Linked DNA regions of Sus scrofa: all the other regions are linked to region 1. Evidence: chromatin contacts called from public HiChIP or PLAC-seq data. All regions are on one chromosome and are shown on one strand. The core of a region is the stretch at or near the end of the contact, and the rest is flanking DNA. Distances in the headings are between cores, read along the strand shown.

Region 1 (3,323 bases), core at 599-3,098:
GTAACCCCTTTCTTCCTCCCTCCCCCCTTCCCTCTCCCTCTCCCTCTCTCTTTCTTTCTTTCTTTTGGCTGTGCCTGGGGCTGGGGATCAAACCCGTGTCAGAGCTGTAACCAGAGCCATACCACAATGACCGTGCTGGTCCCCCAACCTGCTGAGCCAAGAGTGAACTCCTTATGTAACCTTTTGAGCCTTGTTTTTACCTTCTTCGAAAAGGAGCTAGTCTGCAGGGATGTTGTACTAATGAAGTAACATCCAGAAATCCCTGGAGCTGTGACTTAGTAACTGGGAGGATGAAGGACTGGCCCTCAGTCTCCCATCTCGTGTGGGTCTCATGTCTTCCTCACCCCATCGGCTCTGCGTTCTAGGGTGTCACGTCCACAGCACTGCCATCGATGAGTTGAGTTGGCTGTGAGGCCGTGCAGAGAATGTCCCTGTCCTTGGGAGCTTGTGATGGGGAGGCGCTGGTCCTGGCGTACTCGGCATCACGCTGTGGGCTGCTGACATGGAGAATGTGCTTTTGACTGAGGGTGGAAAGCAGGCTGCGGCAGCCCAAGAAGCTGGAGCCTGGGGCTGTGCCCTGGATGGAAAGCGGTGGGGTCTGAGGACATCTATGACCGAGGGAATGTTCCTTCATGCGCTCTGTCCTGGTTCTGATTGGCAGCCCCTTGGCTCCTGATCAGATGCAAACCTCCAGAATTAAGATGCTCTCCCCCCTAGTTGCTGCCATTCTCTGTTCCTCCCCCTATATCACAACTCCGAGCACAGCACAGACAGAAAGGCAAGACACAACAGAGTGGGAGATTTTGATGTTGGGAGGCTGCAGAATTGCTGTTAATGTAACAGGGATGAACATGATGAAATAACAGGCCACAGGATTTATTTTTATTTTGTTACTAAGCCAGTAGGCTAGAGCACTGATACAGGTTAAGTACCTGCTAGTTATTGTTGTTGCCTTTCTTCTTGGGGACAGCGGGGGTGGGGGTGTGGCATGGAGAGGGAGAAAGGGAAGAGCACTGCATCTCTGGGATGGGATGCAGGAAGGAGGATATGTCAGGAAGCCCATCAGTAGTTTTCCTCATGACCTGCTCCCAAGCTGGTGGCGGGGGGAGGCTGTTGGTGTGACAGTTTGAATGAAACTTTGTGAAGTTGTGGTCCCTGCTGTGCATGGTGAGATGTAAAAGCCGTGTAAGGTAGCCATGCATTGATGGAAAGACCACACAAAGATGCTACTTGGCGAAATTAAACAACACTTGCCTGCCTAAAGTATCCAGAAGCAACTCAGCACAATCAGAACACCTGATAGATCTCAGGTAGATGCAGGGGCCAACTCTGGACCCCCAAAGCTTCCCAGTGGGCCCACATTGCAGGGGATCATGTCTGTTTCATCAGAGTTCCTTCAGAAGGATTGCACGCTCCCTTCCTAGGCCTAGTCTCTCTTCTTTCTCTTTCTGTCCCTGAAAGATGGAACCTGTTCTGCGTGTAGCCTTGTCTGGGTCTGATCTAGGAACCAGCACCACTAGGCCAGGTGCACGCTCTCCTTCTCAGGGTTATGTACTTAGACGTGATAAGATGATGGGGATAGTGTGGTTACTTAAGTGTCAACACAGCCCTCATAGTCCTCAGTCTCCACAGGCTTGTATAGCCTGGTCTTTTTCTTTTTGGCTACACTTGCAGCATGCAGAAGTTCCCATGCCAGGGATCAAACCCATGCCACAGCCAGAGGAGTGACCTAAGCCACTGTGGTGATAACCTCTGGATTCCCTAACCCGCTGTGCCACCAAGGGAACTCTTAGCCTAGTCTTACTATGTTTCTGAATTTAGCTGCAGCATCAGAGTCGGGTCTGGTTTCCCAGGAGCCTCTGGATCTTCTACAGACGAGCCCGGGGACCAGCTCTGGTGTGTGTCCTGCCTACACGCAGTAGGAACTCTTGCCTGATTCGTGAAGGGATGTCAGGAGCCACAGAGCTGGTCCAAGCCCACTCCCTGTACTCAGGTGTGCAGACCTACTCAGTGGTTTCCGGGGCCAGCTGTAGGGTGCATGGACCATGTCGTGGAGACGTCAGGGTTCTGCCTGGCCCTTTGTCTTGACCCCTTTCGGGTGGCCAGCTGCTCGGTTTTCGGTGGTTGGCCTTGTAGAGGGCCAAGAGCCATTGACCTCAGTTTAGGGGAATTTAGAAGTTGTCCTGAACTCTTGATCCCCTTTCATCCTTCTGCCAGCTTCAGGCACCTCTGAGGTCAAACCGAATTCTGTTTGGACACGAGTGTGCTGGGGCGTAAGGATAGCAACGGTGATAATATTAATAATGTCTTTTCTTGGTTGTCCCACTTTTTCCTTTGCAAAGCGCCTTCATGACTTGCTCTTGCTTAACTCACAGCCTCCCCTCAGGGGGTGTGGGTCCCTCATTCCATATCTGGGATGGTGAAATCTGAGAAGCTCTGAAAGCTAAAAGGGTTTGTGTAAGTTGGCCGCAAACTCGTTTAGTAGCAAAACCTGATCTGAACTGATGCGAGGCTATATTTATCCTGCCGATTTTGAATATTCATATGTTTTGCTGCCAAAATATTAATGTGTTTGATTACAGAGTGCTTCCCTAGACGACTCTGGGACTGGCAAACACTCTAGGCCCCATAGCACCTTTCTAAAATCTGAACAGTTGGGATTTCTGAAGCACCCAAGGGTTTGGAGTAAAGGATTGTTGGCCATTATCGGCCCTAACATACAGGTGGGGACCGTGAACTTTGGGTAAGTGACATGCCCAAGGTCACATAGCTATAAATGGTTAGGGCCAGGAGCTCAGCTCACTCTCAGATTCACAGTCCCGGGTGCTCCTCCACAGGCCATATAAGCACATGGGCATTGCCGTTCTGGGTCAGATCCATCTGACCTAGTCTTAAGGTGCCAACACCATCCCTAAGATACCACCCTTGGAGGCTACGGGTCTCTTCCTTGACGTCAATCCTAAAGGTCAGGTGGAGCCCAGATCTCTTAGGAGCTATTTATGGCTGCTCTGTCATTCACAGATTTGCCTAAATCCTTTCTGAAACCGTTCCTGTTTCCAGGAAGTATCCTTTTGGGGGTGATGAATGACCTAAGTTTATAAGCTCCTGGGCTCCTGGAGAGCTCGTCTTTTGGAGCCGTCGATTGTTGGTTGTGAAGAGCGGAGGATGGCAGCGGGCTCTGGGGGGTTGAGGCCCGCTGTTTGGGAGGCTGGGTCTCCGTACTCGGCTTGACTTTGCTCACTCGCTTGCTTTCTTCTTTTTCTCCCTCTGTCACTCTCATTGGTCTCTTTTTCATCTTGAGCTTATCGTCTTCATTTCTAAAA
Region 2 (3,366 bases), core at 159-2,658, 140 kb after region 1:
CCAGGGGTCCCATTCAGGGGGCTTGGTCAGTACCATTTCTCCAGCCATGAGAAAAGCCCTCTTGCTAAGCTATAGAAAAAAAAAAAATCTCCCTTGTGCTTTAATTCTGGAAGAAGCGGATTAGTGTGGCCATATTTAACCTTTGACCCTGACACAAAAGCATTATCAAAATTAGTTACCAAGAGGCTCTGTCTTCCTTTCCCTGCCCCCACGTCCCCCTTTGCTGAGGCCGGTTTAGGACCTTGGTAAAACTCTTCTGAGCAGGCGCAAAGGTTCAGAAGACCATTGTTGCCTTAGAGACATCCGGGCCCGGCGCTGGATCTCTGCGCTCTCGGGGTCCAAGGTGGGCTAAAGGGCAGGGCTGAGACTCTTGCACTAGAGTGGGGGTTAGAATTTATGGTCTGGAGTTAAAGACTCGCTTTTTCTCCTCTAGAACCAACCTAGTTTTTGGCTCTCTTGGAAACTGGACACTCTTCTGATGATGTATTGATTTTTAGGCCTACATTCACAGAACTTTTTTTTTTTTTTTTTTTTGCTTTTTAGGGCTGTACCCTCGGCATACGGAGGTTCCCAGGTTAGGGGTCCCATCAGAGCTACAGCTGCCGGCCTATGCCACAGCCACAGCCACATCAGGTCTGAGCCGCATCTGTGACCTACACCACAGTCCATGGCAATGCTAGATCCTTAACCCACTGAGCAAGGCCAGGGATCGAACCTGCAACCTCATGGTTCCTAGCTGGATTTGTTTCTGCTGCACCACTGCAGGAACTCCTCATCAGAACTTTTTGAATGTTTCCTTCCCTCTGGCTCCTGTATGATCTGAAAGTACCGGTTGATCTAAAGCATGGAATTTCAGCATTTTCCCCTTCTAGGCAGACATCCGTGGACTTGGAGGATAGAGTGGAGGGGGTATCTGGACTGAGTCATTTCTCTGGGTTTAAATCCCTCCCTGTCATTTAGTCCCCTGGCTGTTTGGACAGTTTATTTGAACTGAGCCCCAGTTTCCTCATCTGCAAAATGGGTGCAGTCGTGATAGTGCCCACCTCCCAGAGTTATTTTTGAAGATAGACACTAAGATTCGGGTGAACTGGTAGATTCTCCTAGAATGGCATGTGGCCCTTAAGAGCATCAGTGCACTCACCAAGTGCTTAGCGACGGTCATTCCTGTTGTCATCCGTGTCCTCACTGCTTCTTCACTACCGCCAGGTCCTGCCTGGCTCCCGCAGCCCTGCCCACACCCCTCCCTACCATCCCCAGCACCTTGGGCGTTTCTGGCTGACCTGCCCTCTTTCTGCCTCCTCTAGCTTAGCTTTCTTTGGAGTTATTTTCGGAATCCCCTCCCTCTTGGATGGGAGGCGGGTGGCTGAGGCCTGGCTTCATTTCATAGCAGAAGTCCAGCTTGGGAGGGAAAGCACTTTATAAGCTCGCGATGAAAGCTGTAAAACGAGATGGTCAGGGATCTGGCCGGGCCTGGTTCAGGATTACGGCGGCCCCTGGAATGCCGAGGGGGCCCCTCTTAAGAAGCCAGTGTCTATTTACAGTGTATCTCTCATAAACCCCAGCGCTGGGGCGAGGGCAGGGGACTTGCCCTCCTGGCATGTGATTGATTATCTGGTATTTATGCCATTGAGGACTTGTCAGCGGTTCAGGGTCAAAGGGTCATCTCACGTGTCTTGCCGCCAATCCGCCTTCTTTTGTACAGTGTGGACCGGGTGAGCCGTGCACAAAAACAGCTTTTTCTTTGCCTTGGGAAAAGGGGGAGGGGGAGTGTCAATGAAATTTTTTTTCAACCTTTTCTGAATGGTGTCCTTTTAATTCTAAAGAACTTTTAATTAAAAGTAGCAGGAAAATTCATCTTGAGAAGGTTTAACTTACCTTAACAGATACTTTTGTGTCCCGAGAAGCTAGGAGTGACTTTGAAAAAAAAAAAAAGAAGAAAGTAAGTAAGGGTTTTGGTTGGGTCTCTCGCCTTCCCCAGACCGCTTCCAGGATGCCTGGGGTTCCCTAGCACGCCCTGCCCAAGTGTGGCCCCAGCTTGGGAAAGCAAGAGGAAGAGAGGTGTAACGGCCCTAAATACCTGGGAACGGACTTCACTCCCTCTGGTCCAACGTCCTCCTGTTTTAAACGAAGAAACGGAGCCCAGGGTCACATAACTAGCTGGTCGTAGAATCGGGTTCTGTCCTCCTAATCCTCCTTCTGTTGCTCCTTTTAACACGTGGAGCTGTTTCTCGAAGTTTTGGAAGCCGAGTGAAGAGAACTTAATGTACTCTTGTTGCATTTATTTATTTATTTTATTCATTCATTTATTTATTTTTAGCGTTGCACCCGCAGCATATGAAAGTTCCAGGCTAGGGATCAAATCAGAGCTACAGCCGCCAGCCTACACCACAGCCACAGCAACACGGGAGCTGAGCCTCATCTTTGACCCACGCCACAGCTCGCAGCAACACTGGATCCTTAACCCACTGAGCGAGGCCAGGGATTGAACCCACGTCCTCACGGACATTCTGTCGGGTTCTTAACCTGCTGAGTCACAAGGGGAGTTCCCCTGCTGTTGCTTTTAAATCCTGGCTATGGGCAAAGGGGTCAGGGGACACTCCTAGGTCCCTTGGGCTGGAGGGACCCCCTGCTTTAGAACAGGCAGGGTGTGCCCACGTGGCACAGAGGAAATCACTCTGTGCCCCCGTCCTCCCAGAAATCTCCAGAGAGAGGGGCTCCGTGCTCTGCTTGGTAGAAAACGGCAGCACCTCTCCCTCAAAACCTGGTCCCTCTAATCTCAGCTGTCTTTCTGAGCAAGGGACTTGGTTTCCTCCTGCAGGAGCTCCGGAGTGGCCTGAGTGCACGCAGTCTCTCTGCCCATCTCGGGTGAGAGGATCATCCAGAGCTGGGTGTGGACACCTCATCCTGTGTGTGGCACTGCCCTCTAAAATCTTACCCAGGTGACTTCCCTGGTGATGCCCCAGGAGAGGGAAGGGAGACGTTGCTAGGACACTCACGCGAGCTTCTCAGCTCATAGAACAATGGAGGAAACCCAAGCAGAGAAATTCTTTGCCTAGAGTCAGTTATTTGTGGGAGTCATGTGAAACTCATGTTCATGTTTCCTGATTTTGTCCTTCCTGCGTCCCACTTTAAAAAATGCAATAGGGATTTCCCCGGTGGCTCAGTGGGTTAAAGATTTGGCAGTTGTCACTGCTGCACTGCAGGTTCAACCCCTGGCCCAGGAACTTCCACATGCCAAAAATTAAAAAAAAAAATTACCATTAAAAAAAAAATGCAATAGGGGGAGTTCTCGTTGTGGTTCAGCAGAAATGAATCCAACTAGTATCCATGAGGACTCAGGTTCGATCCCTGGCCCCACTCAGTGGG
Region 3 (3,796 bases), core at 125-2,624, 180 kb before region 1:
GGCCTCAGCTACTTAGTGCTTTGGGCACAACCCAGCGCTCTTGTCAGAACTGAGGTCTTCGTAAAGCAAAGACAATAACTCACCTCATAATAAACAATAAACAGGATTACTCATAATAAAAATATTAAGCTATCAAGTTTTTGTAATAAACAACTGGCCTAATCCTACTGCAACTAAAACTCTCTTTGATCACATGAAGCAAATTAGCGAGATTACTAATCTCACCATCTTCAAAATACCCAGTTCAGCTTGGTGACGAGGTGCTTTCTAGATTACTCCATCCCTTCAAACGGGGGTGCTATTTTCAACATTCTGATGGACATGTTTCCTGATCTCAATCATCTATTTTTACGAAGACATTTCTAAATTTAAAACTAAGTAATTGATAAAGGTTACTTTACACCAAAGAACTACCAAGGTGTACTTGATAAAATGCCCCCCAGAGTTAAAGATTTCGTTTTCTAAGTTTAAAATCAAACTTAAGTACCAAGGAAAGCAAAGGAATAGGAGTCAAAGAGAACATACAGCAGCAACTTCAGAAATGCAGTCTATAAAACAGGATCTGAACACAGACTCTGACTGCTGCTAACCTTTCCAACCTCCACAAAACGAGGGACGAAAGCGCTGGTATGTTTTCAGTTTTTCTTCCCAGTGACATCTCCGTGTTGGTCCAATTTACTCATAAAGCAGAAATCTAAAGCACCTTATGACTCTACAAATGACAAATAGCTTTTTTGTGGATAAAACTAAATCCTCTGAAACAGGCTACTTATTAATTTATTTTAATGGTGCAAAATTAGCTACAAGATGAAAATCACTATTTCAGTCCATCAACTGGCTTAAAGTTTTTAAAGGCATTAGAAGCTTTTAAAATTTAGCCAATTCTAAATATCAGAGAGGGCTTTAAACTAAAAATTAAAACAAGAAAAAAGGAACTAATAATTATTTACTCAAAAGTTTTCATCTCTGGAGTTCCCATCGTGGCTCAGTGGTTAACAAATCCAACTAGGAACCATGAGATTGCGGGTTCAATCCCTGGCCTCGCTCAGTGGGTTAAGGATCCGGTGTTGCCATGAACGGTGGTGTAGGTCGCAGACGCAGCTGGGATCCTGAGTTGCTGTGGCTGTGGTGTAGGCCGGCGGCTACAGCTCCAATTAGACCCCTAGCCTGGGAAGCTCTATATGCCGTGGGTGCAGCCCTAGAAAAGACAAAAAAAGAAAGTTTTCATCTCTCTTTTTCACATTCACAGAGTAGGAAATTCTAACAGTACAAAAGCATATCAAATGAAAGGGAAAACCTGGTCTTCCACCCAGTCCTATTTCCCAGGGGCAACCACTATTAATAGCTTCTGACATATCTTCCCAGAAATGGTCTATGCACACAAATATATTCTTTCATACTACACATCATGTCCCACACCCGGTTTTTCTCTTGCTTTAGAATACATTTAGGGAGTTTCCATAGTGGCTCAGTGGTTAACAAATCTGACTACATACCATGAGGTTGTGGGTTCAATCCCTGGCCTTGCTCAGTGGATTAAGGATCTGGCGTTTTGCCATGAGCTGTGGTGTGGGTTTCAGACGAGGGTTGGATCCCATGTTGCTGTGGCTCTGGTGTAGGCCGATGGCTTCAGCTCCAATTTGACCCCTAGTCTGGGAACCTCCATATGCTGCGGGAGTGGCCCTAGAAAGGACAAAAAAAAAAAAAAAAAAAGAATACATTTAAAATAATGTGTGTGTATATATACATATGTATGTGCATGTGTGTGTGTATGACTGGGTCACTTCATTGTATAGCAGAAATTGGCACAACATTGTAAATTGACTGTATTTTAACTAAAAATAAATTAAAATTAGAACACATTTAAGACATACAAATAAACTTATTTACAGAGACTCATACACATAGAAACTTATAGTCAGAAAGGGGAAATGCAGGGAGGAGGGATTAATTAGGAATCTGGGGTTAATATATACACACTACCATGTATAAAATAGATAACCAACAAGGACCTATTGTATAGCACAGGGAACTACACTCAATATTCTGTAAATACCTATATGGGAAAAGAATCTAAAAATATATATACATACTCTCTCTCTATACAACTGAATCACTGCTGTACACCTAAAACACAACACCATTAGTCAACTACACTTCAATTAAAATTCCCCCCAAATTTTAAAAACAGGAATACATTAAAACAATATTCTTTCATTTCTTTAAATACATATGAGCCCCAACCAAACACAAGAAACGAGACCAGCAAGCTGTTACAATAAGGCCTTATGAAATGCATCTTCAGGAGTTCCCATGCTGTCTCAGAGGGTTAAGAATCCAATTCAGTGTCCATGAGGATGAAGGTTCAATCCCTGGCCTTGCTCAGTGGGTTAAGGATCCAGTGTTGCCACAAGCTGTGGTGTAGGTCACAGATGTGGCTTGGATCTGTGTTGTGACTGCTGGAGCTGTGGTGCAAGCCTGCAGCTGCAGCTGATTCAATCTCTAGCCCGGAACTTCCATATGCCACAGGTATAGCCATAAAAAGAAAAAAAAAAAAAGAAAGAAAAAAGTATCTTCAAAAATTAAAGAAAATGCCATTTAGTAACATACTGCTGGGGTTTATTGAGAAACTAAGAAAACATGGTAAAAGATATAAGAAATCAAGCTTACATGCTTATTATAATTTTAGAAATCTAACAGGAAATTCTAAATTATTATTAGGGGGACCTTAGGGTACGGTTTTCGGTTTTTGGCAGCTTTTTTTGACCGCACCTATGGCATATGGAAGTTCTCCGGTCAGCGACTGACTCTACAGCTGCAGCAACACTGTATCCTTAACCCACTGTGCCAGGCCAGGGATCAAACCTGCACCTCTGCAGTAACCCAAGCCACCTCAGTCTGATTCTTAACCCACTGTGCCATAATGGAAGCTCTTAGTTTTCATGTTTGTTAAATAACAGGGACCAGAGAGGTGATGTGGGATTGGATTATGAAGGGTTCTAAATGCTAGGATGAGTTTAGACTTGATCTGATGAACCATGGAAAATCATTACAGCTTCCTCAGCAGGAAATAGGACTAAAAAGGTACTTTAAGGGGATTAGTCTAGCATATGTTAACAACTAGTTCAATGTGGGATGAGACTAGGGAAAGAAAGCTTAACCATGAGTTACAGGGCTTCTAAATAAACCAAATGTGATGAGAAGTAGAAAGCTAGTAGGAGAAATGAAAAGGTAGACTGCATATCTCAAAGAATGAAGAGATGAAGCTTAGTCAAATACTTGAACATGGATGCTTAAGAGAATGCGATTGCCAAAGACACAAAAGGAAACCAGTAAAAAAAAAAAAAAAAAACAGAAAAAACAAACAAAAACATCACCACCACCAAAAAACTCAACTAATATAATACAGCATACTAACTGAAGGAAAGGGAAAAAAACACAATCATCTTGATGTAGAAAAAGTACTTGACAAAATCCAACACCCTCTGATAAAAACAATCAGGGAATTAAGAACAGAAGGGCATTTTCTCAACATGATAAAGGGCCTTTAATTTAAAAACTCACAATCAAGGTCATACCCAATAGTAAAAGACTAAAAGAGTTCCCCCTAAAATCAGGAATACTACAAAAATGGCCATTTTCATGAATGCTCTTCAACATTATACTAGAAGTTTTAGCTAGAGCAATTAGGCAAGAAAAATAAATAAAGGGCATCCATATGGGAAAGGAAAAAGTAATACTATTTCTATTCACAGATGACATGATACATAAAATCCTAAGGAATCCACAAAAAGTT

What was found. HiChIP or PLAC-seq counts read pairs in DNA pulled down with a chosen protein or histone mark.
Region 2: a contact with region 1 is called in an H3K27ac HiChIP or PLAC-seq map of skeletal muscle. The contact joins two enhancer-like sites. A contact is called at or near these places in 2 of 5 promoter capture datasets (liver and skeletal muscle), 1 of 47 Hi-C or Micro-C datasets (skeletal muscle) and 1 of 2 datasets of contacts at active chromatin or transcription factors (skeletal muscle).
Region 3: an H3K27ac HiChIP or PLAC-seq map of skeletal muscle shows a contact between it and region 1. The contact joins two enhancer-like sites. A contact is called at or near these places in 1 of 47 Hi-C or Micro-C datasets (skeletal muscle) and 1 of 2 datasets of contacts at active chromatin or transcription factors (skeletal muscle).

What each region holds. Positions count from the first base shown.
Region 1 is chr9:41,646,638-41,649,960 of Sscrofa11.1, forward strand. The region is part of intron 2 of ZBTB16 (zinc finger and BTB domain-containing protein 16); the gene reads left to right. Among named protein-coding and RNA genes, the nearest start is that of ZBTB16, 8.8 kb to the left of the region's middle. Within about 2 kb of position 1,849, at least 3 of the 83 cell types and tissues checked have an H3K27ac peak or open chromatin away from gene starts, as enhancers often do. A contact at or near this core is called in skeletal muscle, where this site is marked.
Region 2 is chr9:41,791,058-41,794,423 of Sscrofa11.1, forward strand. All of the region lies in intron 4 of ZBTB16 (zinc finger and BTB domain-containing protein 16), which reads left to right. Among named protein-coding and RNA genes, the nearest start is that of NNMT, 78 kb to the right of the region's middle. Within about 2 kb of position 1,409, at least 5 of the 83 cell types and tissues checked have an H3K27ac peak or open chromatin away from gene starts, as enhancers often do. A contact at or near this core is called in skeletal muscle, where this site is marked.
Region 3 is chr9:41,469,592-41,473,387 of Sscrofa11.1, forward strand. The region is part of intron 1 of USP28 (ubiquitin carboxyl-terminal hydrolase 28); the gene reads right to left. Among named protein-coding and RNA genes, the nearest start is that of USP28, 9.6 kb to the right of the region's middle. Within about 2 kb of position 1,375, at least 1 of the 83 cell types and tissues checked has an H3K27ac peak or open chromatin away from gene starts, as enhancers often do. A contact at or near this core is called in skeletal muscle, where this site is marked.